Regions from separate parts of the Mus musculus genome. Here region 2 is linked to region 1. A link is a contact called in public Hi-C data. All regions are on one chromosome and are shown on one strand. The core of a region is the stretch at or near the end of the contact, and the rest is flanking DNA. Distances in the headings are between cores, read along the strand shown. Region 1 has its middle 13 kb from the start of Gm36409. Region 2 has its middle 9.7 kb from the start of 4930512J16Rik.

Evidence for each region. Hi-C and Micro-C count contacts between places; a contact is called where the count stands out from the background.
Region 2: a contact with region 1 is called in a Hi-C map of bone marrow-derived macrophages, with 18 read pairs. The contact joins two enhancer-like sites. A contact is called at or near these places in 1 of 39 promoter capture datasets (embryonic stem cells), 4 of 484 Hi-C or Micro-C datasets (bone marrow-derived macrophages, cerebral cortex, liver and 1 more) and 2 of 115 datasets of contacts at active chromatin or transcription factors (embryonic basal ganglia and pancreatic cancer cells).

Annotation. Positions count from the first base shown.
Region 1 is chr6:88,956,976-88,964,607 of GRCm38.p6, reverse strand. No RefSeq gene overlaps it. Among named protein-coding and RNA genes, the nearest start is that of Gm36409, 13 kb to the left of the region's middle. Within about 2 kb of position 4,482, at least 91 of the 459 cell types and tissues checked have an H3K27ac peak or open chromatin away from gene starts, as enhancers often do. A contact at or near this core is called in bone marrow-derived macrophages, where this site is marked.
Region 2 is chr6:89,291,645-89,299,276 of GRCm38.p6, reverse strand. No RefSeq gene overlaps it. Among named protein-coding and RNA genes, the nearest start is that of 4930512J16Rik, 9.7 kb to the right of the region's middle. Within about 2 kb of position 2,671, at least 29 of the 459 cell types and tissues checked have an H3K27ac peak or open chromatin away from gene starts, as enhancers often do. A contact at or near this core is called in bone marrow-derived macrophages, where this site is marked.

The DNA.
Region 1 (7,632 bases), core at 3,233-5,732:
GAAAAGAAAAAAGAAAACAAAACTCTCCAGCTTCCATACCCTAAACTACACAGTAGCAAAATATATTCTTCAAATGTCAGAACTTTAGGAGACGGGAGATTTGTTTTGATTATGGTGAATCGTTTTAGTTCTCTGATACTCATTTGTGAAGTAGGAAGGAAACAAAAACAAGTGCTGGATGAACAGATAGGACCACCGGGCGACATCTGTCACTGTGCCCACCAGGCAAGAACACGCCATTTGGACAAGGTCCACAGAGCATCTTTACCAGTCTCTTCTGCGGTCAGCTTCAGAGAGAATGTCGAAAGCAAATGGCTGGAATGGCTCTCCTAGACCACAGTCTTAACCACAATGTGATAAAGCTGCGTGCAAAGACTTTGTAGAAACAGGAAGACTGGCTGGGGGCTGAATGAGTAAAGACCTGGGCACTCACAGAAAGACAGAGTGGGTGTAGCCTGTACTCCCTCCTCTCAGGGGGAGGAGACGGGAGCCTCAAAGCAGCCTGGGTAGCTACACTAGCCACACCAGCAGCTCTGGGTTCAAGTGAGAGACTGCCTCAAATTACAAGCTAGAGGCCGCAAAGGTGGCTCAGCAGGTAAAGGCACCTGCTACACCACGCCTTATGACCTGATCTCACTCCCTGGGATCCACACTGAGAAAGGAGAGACCTGACTGAAGTTGTGTTCTGTCCTCCATCCTCCATATGTGTGCTTTGATACCTGAGCACACAGGCTCACATGCGCACACACACACACACACACACACACACACACACACAGAGAGAGAGAGAGAGAGAGAGAGAGACAGACAGACAGACAGACAGACAGACAGACAGACTAAGCTGAACAATAGTTAAGGAAGACACCTTTCTTTTACCTCTGGCATGGTATGTACCACACAGATGTATGCACACACGCCCCATAAAAAGGCAGAAAGAAAATAGGTTTCAAAATGACTCTTCCAAATAACATATAGGTCAAGGAGGACATAAAACAAAAATAGCAGACTTCCCAGTCAACAAGCAAGACAGATCCCCCACCCCCACCCGCACCCCCACCCCGCACACGCCAAATGTGTCCCGGGCCCCTCCCTGCATAACTCCAGGGTTTTCTTCTCTAGTTCTTTCACACTCAAACAAAAGGGACAGATGAGACTTCCAACTTCAGATCGGCAAGAAAAGAACAAACCACAAAAAGTAGAAGAGAGGCGATCACAGAGATAAAAGCAAATAAATAAATTAAAGAACTTAAAAGCTGTAGAAATAATAAATAAAGAACCAGACCCAGTTCTTTGAAACTAATAAAACAGAAAAAGTTTTTGCAAGGCTAATGAAGACACTTTGAGTGTGGAGGTCTTTCACTTCCTGTTCAACACTTTCCCAAGTAGACAGACTAGTATAGTAAGAGAGTCCCTTCCATGGCCTTGTCAGGCATCCATGGGAGGAGAGGTTCTTGGTCCTATGAAGGCTCAATAGATGCCTCAGTATAGGGGAATCAAGGGTGGGGAGGCGGGAGTAGGTGGGTGGGTGAGGCACACCCTCACAGAAGCAGGGGGAGAAGGAATGGGATAGAGGCTTGGGGGGGGGGGGCAGGAAAGGGGATAACATTTGAATTGTAAATACAGAAAATATCCAATTAAAAAAAGAAAAAAGAAAGTCCCTCTCAAGGATGCAGGAGGGGCCAGCCTGTGTCACATGCTGTACATGTTCCTCTTTGTAGCTTCTGGGGACAGGAGTTGTAAAGCTCTCCAGACTTGACTGGGGAAGTCAGACTCTGCCCCTCTGGATGCCCACCCTCTGGAGCTCTGAGCATGTGGATTGTGGAGCAGGGGTGCCTGTGGAGCCACTTCAAAGATACAGCTCCTAGGATGGGCCTGATGTCCTTGGCTGTTCTCTCCCCTAGACCATCCTCCTTGCCTCCCTCTCTTCTTTGTCCTGAACTTTCATTTCTGATCAATCTTACTTCTTTTCCAACCTATCTTATCAGCATATATTAATTATACAGAACAATATATTTCATTTTTTGGCAAATCATACCTAATGTATTTCAAATATATACACCCCTCCCCATTGTGATCTTCTTGTCCCATTCTTCCCAGTGAGCCATCCTCTCCCCCTGCCCCACCTCTTCCACACTAGGACCTATGGCCTCCCAGGCCATGGGCTTTTGACTTCACTTACAGTACAAGACCTGAATTGCATCCCATGGAACAGGCACTAATTCCAGTCAGAAAGAGATGATGGTTCCTGTAACAGACCTGCCACTATCACCTCTTGCCTGGCTGGTCACTCCTATGGCATAGAGTCTGAAACTGAGTAAGCCAGTTGGTGACAATTCTCGCCCAACAGCCTGCATAGCACTTTCTGGCACTGGCTAGCAGGAAGGGAGCTTTGAGCCCAACCCCAGCTTGATTTCTTTATTTCCTCAACCAAGATGTCCAGTACTACATTGTCAGGTCTTTTTCCTGATGCTCAACCAACAAGCTTTTCATCCTGCTACCAGCCATTCTGCAGCCACTGTGACTGCAGGCATGGCATGTCCACAGCACCGGAAAGCAGGCTGGATGCAACACAGATACATTGTTCAGCTCAGCACGCATGGGATCCTGAACTCCACTCCCCAGGGAGGGGAAGATGGAAAGGGAGAGGCAGGCAGGAAAGGGAGAGAAAAACTTATGAGACTCCATGACTTTATGCAGAAAGCCAGATTTCTGCCTGCCCCAGGAAAGCCTCCCTTTCCTTCCATTGGTCAGAAGCAAGTCAGATGACCACTTTACCTGCAGGGAAGCCAGGACACATGACTCGGCCACAGAAGCAGTTAGTGGGGGTAGAAAAACAAGAGAGGATATGGCGTCAGATTTAGCCACAGATGGAAACGGTGGCCACCTCAATCAGGAAGGGCAGCAGCCAGAGAGAGAGAAAAGCAGGAATCGCAACAGGGCCCTGAAGAGGAGACAGGGAGGAGGTAGTCTGCAGGCACAGCCAGGTGACCACCATACAGAGGACATGACTCTGACCACACAGGCCCTGTCCCTGCCTACCACAAGAATGTGCGGGTCCATCTTTCTGTTATAAGCATCAGACTCCCACTCAGACCCATCTATAGCCTGGGGAGGGCTGGCTGCACTCAAAATGCAAGGTACCCTAGCATCCAGCGTCTCCTCCATCTCTCATTTTCACCTTAGTGGTGCCACTTCAAAGCACCTTTCCCAGTGGGGCGGTGCCACCTGGGACCAGCAGCTCCAAGTTTGTTCCAACATTCCTCATTGCCTATGCTTGACTGATGTCCCCTCTCCCAAACCCACTCTTAGAGACACTTCCAGGCCAGTCATGGGGAAAAAAAAAAGGGGGGGGGGTGTTTGCAGTCTGTCATGTAAGCAAATCTGTGGCCTGGCTTCAGTGGCTGGTCTCCCTAGCCACATTCCAGACATTCACAGGCAGAAATCTGGAGTCTAGAAATATGTGTGAGACTATCCCCAAAGAATGCAAGGAGTCAGGCTGAACGTATGTGCCAGCGTGACGTGGTCAGGAGACCAGATGTGTGGTCCTCCCCTCTACAATGAGATGGCACCACCTTTCTGGTTGGGATAAGTGGACCCAGGCCTTCTGCTCTCAGCCTGCGGAGCCTCACTGGGTTTCTTGTTCCTGGTACAAAAATGATTTGATCAGGGAACAAACAGGACCCAGGATCAGATGACAAATGTCTATAGCAGAGCTCAGGAAAGGGAGCCTGTTCGTCACTGAAGGAGGAAGGGACGATTCAGGAAGTCACAGGGCAGACCATGGCACGTTCAGGGTGAAGCGAGCCTCTGTGTGGAGCAGAAAGCTAGAGCAAAGGCTGCAAGAGCTGGCTGAAATGGAAGCATTGGCATGCCGCTCCGAGGCTGGCTTCCGCCTGAGGGCCGTTTTCTGAGGCAGGGTCTGGTGATGAGACTGTATGAGCAGAGTGCTTCAGATAAGGAATCTCAGGTGGTGTCTTGTCTCAGCCATGCCCAGGCTGAGCAAAGCTTGGCGTCACAGGGCTGAGAAGCAACTAGCGCAGTGTCCACCACAGCAGGAGGGAGCAGAAGTCCAAGGCCAACCTCCACCCTTCCTAGGCCCTATTCTACAGCTCTATGTTCCACCAAAGACTATGACCCCAGGGTGGCTAAGCTCACAGAAAGGCACACCATGGACCCAGGGGGACAAATGCTGATTAGCCTGCTTGGCTCATCTGCACCTGTCTACTAAGTTGTGTGAATTCAGACAAGATTTTTAACCTCTCTGTGCCTTAGTTTCCTCACTTATAAATTAAGAGTGGTGAAACACACACATAACTCCAACAATAGTTTGGGTTATAAATCAGCCAATGTGTGTGGTGTGCACTGGAAAGAGAAATATCCTCCTGAATAAAGGCTAGAAGCCGTGAGAGAGGCGTGACAGCCGCAGGCCCTGACAATCCACACCACTGTAGCCCCCTGCTGGCCCTTCAGCTGAGCCACGGCTGGCTCCACGCCCACTGAGAGCGTAGAAGACAGAAGACAGCTCCAGTTCTCCTTAACAGCTAGGAAGAGCCTGCCCTGGCCCAGAGCCAGACAGGACTACTCTCAGCCTTGGTCTTCCTGCGGTGCAGAGGACTGGCATGTGGTACAGGCCTGTGGGCTGCTCCAAGATGTCACTCTGTCCTCCCAGTACCCCAGAACTGTCTCCTCCATCCTCAGCCCCAGGAAGCCTGTGAGTGGTCTCCAAGGCAACAGGGCATCAGAACAGCAGAGAATATGTTGAGGATGCTCAAGAGTAGTTGGGGGTGGAGGAAGCCCACAGATTGATACCTACCCCATAAGGCTAGCAAGGATCTGCCTGTATCCACTGCCCCCACAGTCTCCTGGCACCCACCCTGACAGATTCTATCTTCTGGGAGCTACAGACCTTCAAGTCAGGTTGCTGATGGTCAAACTGAGGTACAGAGCAAAGTAGCTCCAACCAAGATTGTTCAACCGTCCCTCCTGGTCCTTGCCTTTCATTAGGTGATGGTCAGGACAGCCAATGGGGAGGCAGCAGAAGGCTGGGTTCAGAGGCTTTTCAGACCTGCAGATTCCCAGGTGGGAAGCTAACCACAGGCCCAGGGAAACCCTGGCATGCAAGTCCTAGTTCCCCTCCCAAGGCCACAGCAGATATTGCTAATATGCAGACATGTCTCAGGTCATTTGGAAACAGCACACAGGAGAAGGGGCAAGAGCCTGAAGATGGCAACTGTAATAGCATGGATCTCAGGCGCTTGCATGCCACAGGGGCCAGCCCCTTAACCCCCTCACCCTAAACTAATTGTGTCTCCTTCAAACTTCACATTCACAACATATCCTCACCTCATACTATATTTGGAGATAAAACCTATCAGGAATAAATTTCAGTTAAATGAGGTCATGAATTTGAGCGGGGATCTGATCCAACAGAATTAGTGTCTTCATAGAGACACACTCCCTCTCTTCAAGTATGCCCAAAGAAGAAATCGCACAACACACAACAAGAAGTTAGGAAGCCCTGGCTGTTCTGCCCTGACCCCAAATGCATAGCCTACAGAACAGAGAGAATGAGTCCATCTAAGGTGTCAATTTGTGGCAGCTGGTGCCAGCTATGACCCTCACATAACAGCTCTGCTTGAATCTCCGCTTTACAGAAGAGGACACAGGCTCAGGCAAGTGATGCCTGTGAGTACATCTGTAAGGGTGGAGTGAGGACAGACCAGGTCATCCCTCCACCGCCCACACTGCACACTGCATGGCTAAGTATGCATGGTTGTTCACGCCAGACCTGTCTTTTGTGGAGTCCAACAGTAATGCCAACTGTGCTTCGGATACTGCTGCTACTTAACAGCATTAACTAAGACTCAGTGTACTATTGGACAAGCCCCATTAGCTTTACACATGGATTCCTTGCTGGCCCCTCCACTGAGTCAGTCCCACTTGAAGCCTCCTGCACAACTTCAGATGGACTCTGAGTGAGACCACAATCCACTGAGGCTGGTCAAAGGCTGGACAGGACGTACCAAGCACTCTTGTCCACAGCCCATCTGTACTTCTCTAGTGGCTCCAAGACCCCAGCAGGAGTGTCCCCACAGGAAGGCAGCAGCCATCTGGCTACATGCCACAGCACATCGGTTGCCAAAGCCCATGTTGAAGAAGACCCATGTACACCCAGATCCAAGGGAGGGGAGGGCATTGGTCAGTTTTCTTCATCATTGTGGCAAAATACTTGACAGAAGCAACCTGGGAAGGAAGGTTTCTGCTGGCTCACAGGCTGAGACAGTACAGTCCTTCCTGGTGGGGAAGTCTTGTCAAAGTTCATGGTGCCCAGAGCAGGTCACGGATCGCATCACAGCAGGAAGTGGGAAGCAGAGAGTACTGAGTTAAGCACTGGAGCCAGGTCTCAAGGCCCATCCTCTCCCACCAACCCACTTTGCCAGCCACGCCCCACCTGCCAAAGGCTTTACAGCCTGTAGAGGGGGGCCACTTGCTGAAGGCTGAGTGTCCAAACACACGCCTGAAGGACACCTCTGACTCAAACAGTATCAGGAAGTTGAACCACACCTCTGTGAGGCAAGGGTGTTGTGGTCATGCGCCAGAGGACCCCATGGGAAAAAGGTATGATTAAGGCCATCTTGGGAAAGTACAGGCCACATACAGTGCTAAAACCAGATCTGACCTGCTAACGGAAATGACAAAGAAATTTCACTGTGACTTGTTTCTATTTGTGTTCCCATTAATCACCTGTCTGTTGTCATTAAGTTGTCATGCCTGCGTTACTGGCAATAATAACCTGGGGTTTGATCACATCTCACAAGGTGGTTTGCATGGGCTCAGCTTCTTCATGGGGATGAGGAGAGGGCTGACACAGCTGATATAAAACGAGCAAAACTAAGACTTCTCAACCAGCTGCCAGGGAGACCCCGAGGAGTTTCTTGAAGTCCCAGGACCAGTGTCTGCCAGAACAGCTAAAGTAGAAGGTCCCAGCGTTGAACTGTATATGACTGGAAACCCCAGAAGATGTCTTCAAGTCCCCGGAGACCTCCAGGGCTAGTGCTGACATTCTCTCTCAGAGGCATCTGCACATTGTCTCCACCTCAGGTCATGTGTCTGTGACACTGCACTATTCTCACCTGAGGGAGTGACCCTCTGCATTCCCCCACATGCCACTGAGACAAGGTGTTATACTCATGAGTGCACACCCTCCCCGCCCCAGAAGTCTCCAGCTTCTATAGGGAGTTAGTGAAACCTCTAGGAGGTAGATGGGAAGAATCAGAGCATTGGAAGTGTGTCTTGAAGGCCATATTGGGAGCCAAGTCATTTCCTGTGTCTCTTAGCTTCTCGGCCACCATGATATGACCAGTTCTGCTCCATCATGTGCTTCCACCATGATGTTAGGGCCTCAGAAACCTCTGAATGTGCGAATCAAACAAGCCATTCCCCCTGTTATTTTTTCACAGCAGTAGAAAGCTAACTAACACACAGGGTTACAGGGTAAAACAAAGTTCATTAAAAGTTCAAACAGGTAACAAAGGTCATTATATCACCCCCAACTGGATGTGACTTATGTGGCAGGGGTGGTGGTTAAGCTACCATTCTCACCACAAGGCATCTCATGACTGGTGCTATTCT
Region 2 (7,632 bases), core at 1,422-3,921, 340 kb before region 1:
CCAGCAGACGGTAGCTAGAAGCTGCTCCTCTCCTGTGCCGTTCAGTGCAAGACAAGGACACGAGAGGCCTTGTCTAGACCAGGGCCGAATGACAGCCAACATCACTGCCTTGGCTTGTGCCAGATACTGGGCTCAAACTTCCTCAAAGAGAAAATATCCAGGGAGCACCATTCTCCATGCCGACCCCCACCCCTACCACTACGCCACCTCCGTCCCCCACTCCCCACCTCCACACTGACTCTCCACCTCCCTGCTCCTGAAAGATGCATAGCTTCTGAAAATTTCATCAAAACACTGGCCTCTGGTCACAGGCATGAGGAAGCCGGGGGTGGGGGTGGGGGTGGCAGTGGTGGAGTCCAGGCATCCTGCTGTTGATCAAGCCGGACTGCCCAGGATGTTGCAGGGGTGGGGCCGGGTGGAGAGCCTAGTGTGTACATTGCAGTGGGGAAGGGGGCAGAAAATATGCTGTACCAGCTTTCTGGGTCCATGGGCAATGTAAATGGCAATGTGGGTACCCGGTGCAGGAGGCACAGGGGACAGGACATTCAGGGTCCCAGGCCTGTAACTGCCATGGTTCCATTTACTCCTTACCCTGGCACTTGGTGGATATTAAAGAACCAAAATCATGCCCTTAGGTGGCTTTAGAATAGGTGGTATGTAGGGAACACACCTGTGTCCCCACTGTGCGGACAGAGACCTCATTCCCTTGTCTGAGCTGATTTGAAGATATCAGCTATTCCTCAAAGTGTGCCTGCAGTGAGCAGGGTACAGCTTTAGGTCTTGCCAACAGAAAGAGCCTGCCCAATTTGGTAAGGAAAACCATTCAAAGAAGCATAAAGAGGTTGCCTTCTTTGGGCAGGTTGTTCTGTGACTAGAGCACAGGAGCTTGCAAACATGCATATGCATGTATGTGCATGTGTGTGCATATGAGTATTTATGTGTTTGTGTTCATGCATGTGCATGTGTTTATGTGTCTGAGTAGATGTGTATGTGTGAATGTGTGTGCATGTGAGTGATAATGTGTTGTGCATGTGTGTGCGTGCGTGTATATGTGTGTGTGTGTGTGTATGTGTCTGCCTGTCTGTCTGTGGAGAAGGAAGTATAGTATAAGTATAGGGTCCTGTGCCCTCTGGGTTGCTCAGGCATCTCTCACAGATCCGGAGGAAGGGACACCTGGGCAAAGGCTGAGGACAGGACAACTGACCAGAGTAGGTGCAGGGTGGTATGGCCAGGCTGTGCTCAGGGACTAGTCTTAGAAAGTTGATTGCTAAGACTGGGTACTGCCAAACATGTTGAGGCCTTGAAGACCAAAGGAGGGGCATAGCACAGCTGTGTGGAGAGGTGGGTCATAGAGGTGGGAGGACAGAAGTGGCAGTATGAATCAGGCACCTCCAAAAACAATGGTCCCAGCACTACTCTCAAAGACTACTAAACTGGACAGATGCTGTGGGTTGGGCTGGGCTGGGCTGAGCCTGACTGGGTAGTGCGGTTCTGCACTAGACCTTCCAAAGCTTAGGAGCAGGCTTACCGTGTGCAGAAGCTGTGTGAGGAAAGGCCGGCTGGGAGGAAGGGTCCTAGGTAGGCAGAACTTTCCAGGAACCTTGTGGGTATAAGTGAGGGAGATCCTGAAGCCAGTTTTTCTGTCCACCACCCCAGATGGGCATGAGGCCACAGAGCTCACGTGTGGGGCAGTGCGGTCAAACTGGCCATCTCAATGCCTAGTCAGCAGATTTCAAGAGTGGCCTCTGCCCTGGAGGGCACAGTGGGTGAGAAGGGGACTGCAGACAGAGCTACGGCATTTGGCATTTGGAGCTGTAAGAGGAACTGATGAAGGGTTCAGGGTCATTCACCACGTGGCCAATAGGGTAAATTAGGGCTGAGGCCAAGGGCAGCCAGTTGCACCAAGGAAGGAGGGGCTCCCGTGGGTGCTTTGGAGCCCAGAGCACCACGCAGACTTTTCTTGCCCAAGCAGCCCAGGGATTAAACTGACTTTGTTGGGATTACAGTTGCCAATCAAGTTCAAGTACATTTTTAAGAGCTTAATTTGCGGCCCTAGGTTTCAAATAAAATCATCAAGTCCAGTCGATTAAACTCATTAAGGCGGGCAGCCTGGCTGGCGTTTACACCACCATCAGATTCGAAGAATTAATTAGGGGCTGTTATCCTTTGTCGGGATTAGTGGTGCTGGCCTCGAGGCCCTGGGTGTCTGTAGAAGGCATGCTGTAATCTCTTTAGTGGGCCTCAACAGATCGGTGGCTGTGGGGCAGGAAGACCATGTGATGTCCTGATTCTACTGAAGGGAGTAAGGCCTTGGGAGCGAGGATATGTGAAGGCTCCACCAGCAGGTTGGACTGCCTTAAGGGACTGAGGTCACAGGCCCTCCACTCCAGCCCTAATCTCTCCCAGTGTCCCACACAGCAGGGGGAGGGAGTGCTCCATGACATGTTCCCAGTAGGTGGGGTCCAGGACTGACTCCAGTTCCTTAGGTGGTATATATACTTTCTGTACTGTGCCTGTGGTGTCCCCAAACTGGCTCGTGTTCCCCATAATCCTCAGCACGGTGTCAGGAGCGAGTTGTGAACACTGGAAGGACATTGTCTTTCTAGCAGAGAAGAGGGAGGAGAGGCCGTGCCACTCATGCAGAAGAGCACATGAGACAGGAAGTCGGGCTCTGTGTACAACTTCCCCTGGTTTGCCTGTCGAAGGGGTCTGCTTCCTCCCTTGATGGCTCATTTCTAGGCACCTATCTTCTTTCAGTTCTTCGTGCATGTCAAATGCATCCAAGGGCCTCAGGACCTTTGCATGCGCTGGTCCCCAGATGCCAAGCTCTTTCCGTTCCTGAAGGGCTCAGTACCAATATTACATTTTCAGAGAGGCCTTCTTCCTCTTTCCAAGAATGTTCTAGAAAAGGACCGTAGAATAGAAAGATCACATAAGCCATGTAGGTAATTTAAAAGTTTACAACAGCCTGGCTAATGAGAAGTTAAATTTAGTTACTACTCTAGTTTCTATTCTGTTGTGATAAAATACTCTGGCCAAAAACAACTTGATGGGGAAAGGATTTGGCTTACATTTTCAGGTCACAGTCCATCTGTAATTGAAGGAAGAAGTCAGGGCAGGAATTCAAGGCAGAAACCTGGAGGCAGGAACTGTGGAGGAACACTGCTTGCTGGTACATTCTTAGGCTCATGCTTAGTTAGCTTCCATATGTAGCCCAGGACTACCTGCCTAGGAATGGTGCTGCCCACAGTGGGCTGGGCCCTCCCACATCATCAATGAAGACAATCCCTTACAAACACATTGACAGACCAATCTGATAAAGACAATTATTCAGCTGAGACTCTTTCTCAGGTGGTAACAATTTGACAGTTAATGCTAATTGGGACAGTTAATATTTACATGCATATTAAGTATTTAGCTATATTTATCTTAATTCCCTTTAACCCAACATATCAAAAATATTTACTATTCCGTAGGTAACCAATGTAAAAATATCAACGAATGCTTCTCATACTCTTGTGTTGTGCTAAGCCTGTGAAATCTGATGAGGTTTATACTTTTGGCCCGTGTCAATTCCAAAGCTAAATTTTTATCAGAAGCACTCGATCTGCATTTAGATTTGATAGAGTTTATGTTGAAAGAGATTTACATACCCAAGTAGTTCTAAAATATCTGAACTGATTTGAGCTTCCATTTTTTTAATTCAAATTACTTAAAATTCAATAAAGCATAAAAACCTCAGGTCCTCATCTCACGGGAGCCCATCGTTCACAATCAGCCAGGGAAGAGCGGCCCACCACACAGAAGATTCTATTGGGCTCTGGAACATTCCCTGAGTTTCCTAGGCAGCCCTTGCTGCAGTTTGTACATTCCCTGCGTCTGCTCACTGCCTCTCTCCTCTTGCTTCCTCTGGACCAGTGGCTCCTCCAAGGTGGGACACTGGATGTAGAATGGAGGACAGGGTGGGGCTGAGGGTGAAGTGCCAACATGAGGGCTGAGAGCAGACCTTCTGTAGGCTGTGGCAAGGAGGCTGCCCCTGGGCTGCAGTGTCTGAAGAGCTTGGTCCCTGCTGGTGTGGGGTGTGGATTGAGCGTGATTGGCTTGAGGAGAGAAAGCATCATGGCTCCCAGACCAGAGCAGGGACATACCTGCCTCACATACCCAGGATGGCCACAGCCTTCTTCCTGTCCTTCCTCTGACATCTCTGTTCTCATTCTAGTCTCAGTAGACCATTCATGCTGGGCTGCCCTGAGCTGGCCTTCTTCAGCCCTCCAGCACCTCTCTCCAGTTGCTACATATGATGGCACCTCCTTTGTCCATCTTAGACTGACTGAGGAAAATCTGGTAACTGACCAGGCTGGGGTACAGCCACCCACTGACCCAGGGAAGAAACTCCACTGCCTAGAAATGAGTGCCAAGTCCCGTGAGAAACCATCAGTCATCATCTCTGTCAGTCAGGGGAAGGTCATGGGTCCCAGGGGAAGTACACTCTTCTGTGGGGCAGGGAATGGCAGTGGGAAGTGGCTGCTCTGCTCTCTGGACACAGCCAAGGCTCTGACTGTGAGTCATCAGAACACACATTGTGGCTGCAGAGACTATCTGGGAGATGGGCAGGAAAGCCCTATTTGTCCCCAGGGAAAGGCTGATATAGGTGTCTCGATCTCTTGAATAGAGGCGTGAGAACCTGGTTAGGATGGACAAGGCTAAGAGGAAGGAAGGAGGGAGGTCAAAGTGGGGAGGAGGCGTCTCAGCCATAGTCCTGAGCCTAGCCTGAGGTTGTTGAGCCTGGGACACCCTAGATTTTCACCGGTCAGTGGTGGTGTCCTCGTGCTCTGTGCCTTATGTTCTCATCATGAAGTCCAGACAGAGCCGTGAGCTGGGTGAGGTCTAGCTTCCAGCTTGTGCGAACCAGGACTATGCTACTTCTCAGGCAACAGAGGAACTATGGGATAGTGAGTGTGGTCTCTAGGTGCTGGGTCTGGGCTGTGTGCTCCTCTAAGTGAAGCCCCCTTAGACACAGCCTGCCTGTTGTCTGTAAGGCCAGCATGGGGACCACTGTGAGCATTTGCTCTGCCCAATGCCTCTGTGGGGCATCTGTGCTGGACATGTGGGCAAGGTCATTCAAGGGCCCCTTCTCTCCTTCCCCCCTCCCTCCCTCCCTCCCTCCCTCCCTTCTCTCCTTCACTCTCCTTTCCTCCCTCCCTCCTTTCCTCCATCCTTTCCTTCCTTCCTTCCTTCCTTCCTTCCTTCCTTCCTTCCCCCCTCCCTCCCTTCTTCTCTCCTTCCCTCCCTCCCTCCCTCCCTCCCTTTTTTCCTTCCCTCTCTCCCTCCCTCCCTCCCTCCCTCCCTCCCTTCTCTCCTTCCCTTCCTCCCTCCCTCCCTCCCTCCCTCCCTCCCTCCCTCCCTCCCTCCCTCCCTTCCTTCCAAGAGTCTCTCTCTCTCTGGGGTCTTACTTCTTGACTGATCAGTATCTTCTCCTGTGGACTTGACCTGGAAATTCTCACAGTTTCCTTAGCGACTGGTGGGCAGCCATTGCCCTCTATCTGTAGGCCTTCTGACCTAAAATTCCTCTGTGTCCTTTTCTCAAGGCCCCCTCAGCCCCTTCTGTGACCTGTGGCAGCTTCATTTATTTATAAGTTGGTCATATCAGTGGCTCTAATGTGGCTTCCCAGAACAGAGACCAGGGAGTTGTGCAGGCCTACATAGAGTTTAGGTCCTGGGACCCAGGCTCGGCTAAGATGGACTGGAGTGGGTGGGGTTAGTGTGTCATCATCCAAAGTTATCTGTCTCTTGTGGTCCAGGACTAGCAATAATCCCAGCGTGTGTCCACTGCTGTGACATGGGCTTGGGGCGCTGGAGCAGGTATGATTCAGCTTTGAGAGAGACCAGGGTGGTCCTGCCTTCAGTGGATCCCATAGCTCACATGTCTTCTGAAGCCCAGGAGATCTGAGCTAGCCAGCAGCATAACTCAGATGAGGCCTGTATCCACTGAGAAAGGTTAAGTCTGGCCCTCCTTCCCGTGGAGGAATGAGGAGTGAGCCCTGCCAGGAGGTGAGTGTGGAACCAGGGACTCAGGATGCTGGTCTAGCAGGTGTCTGGCTGAACCTCACTTAGGCCCTGCATCCTCAAGCCCACCTCCTAGCTCCCTCTCCTCTGCGCCTGCCCCTCCCATGGCCCCACCAGACAAGCTCCATCTATGGGCTGAGTCTCTACCCTGGCCTGAAAAGCCTGTCATTTGCTGGGGACACAGTAGAGCAGGGGCTATGATTATTTTTATTGGGCTGGGGGTGGGGCTAGGGACAGCTTAGTCAGTTGCTCAGCAGGCTGAGGCTCTGAGTGGAGGTTCACAGACCCCCAGGTCCATGCCTTGCATGGTCTGTGGCTCTGATTGGCACTGGGCACTGACCTGGAGGTGGCTGGTGGCTGGGTTGGGCTTCAAGGCCGTTAGCAACCTGGGCCCAGCAACATTTTTTTTTTCTGTAGGTTGAGGCAGAGAGAGGCTCATCTAGAACTGAAAGCAGAAATGAGGCTTCTACCTCCATGCCAGGGGTCTTGGCACTCACACAGGTTTGAGTGGGTCTTCTGTGCAATCTAAACTTGGCGAATTCTAGGATTCTTGCTAAAATCATTTCCCAGTGTTCCAAAGCTAAAACCCCCAAGTTCTACCATTGGACAGTGGTGGCCGAGGAATAGTGCCTTTCATCAAAAACACTGCACAGAGCATGGGGGACCGAGTTCCTGGCCAGGGCATCATGCATGCCAAGGTCCTGAGGCCACAACGTATACTGAATGAGCTGACTAGACATCTGTGTCTGAAGGCTGCTTTTCTCAGAACTAAATGGAGACTTGAGCCTTATAGCTTCTGAGACTGGCTGCCAGGGCCACACTTTTGTAGTAGCAAGGGCAAGACCCAGGCCAGCAGTTAATTAAGTCACAGTGGGCCTGCTCCCTCCAGTTAGGGAACAGGGGCAGAGCCCAGGCTATGGAAGTCATCCTAAGTCAGGGAATGAGAGACCCCATAGCACCTGCCTCTCTGCCAGTTCTGGGATGAAGCCAAGCTACTCTGGTCCCTTAATCTCATGGGCATGTGTGTCCCCAGCCCTGCCCATCCTCCTCTGAAGTGATCACCTCCTCAACCAAGGCCACCAAGGCTGAAGGCCAGGTGAGCCCTTGCTGGACTCTAGCTCTGGGTAGAGTGGAGAACAGGGATCCTGTTTCTGAAGGCTGAAAGAAGTCTGACCTCCCTTCCATCCCTTCACAATGGCCAAGCTGCTTAGCTGAATCCAGGTCTTTGGCTCCTCCTGGGCCTGAGATATCAGGGGATGTGGGCACTGCCTCCTCCTGGCCCTTCTGCCTCTGCCCAGTTCTGTGGCAGAGATTGTCTACCTATTGTCTCCTGTTCAGCAGCTCTGTCCTGGCTTTAGAAAATTGGGAAGGGCCAAGAGAGGAAGGTGAAATTGCAGCCTGGCCTAAAGCCACACTGACCCCTCCCCGACCGCACCCTGGGTCCGGCATGCTTTAATTAAAGATGGAGAGCTGCACAGAGGCTCAGCTGTCTGCCTCCCAGTGCGATGATGATTGAGCACTGGTCACGCTCATGCCCAGCCCCCTCCCCCTGCATGTGTGGCTCCT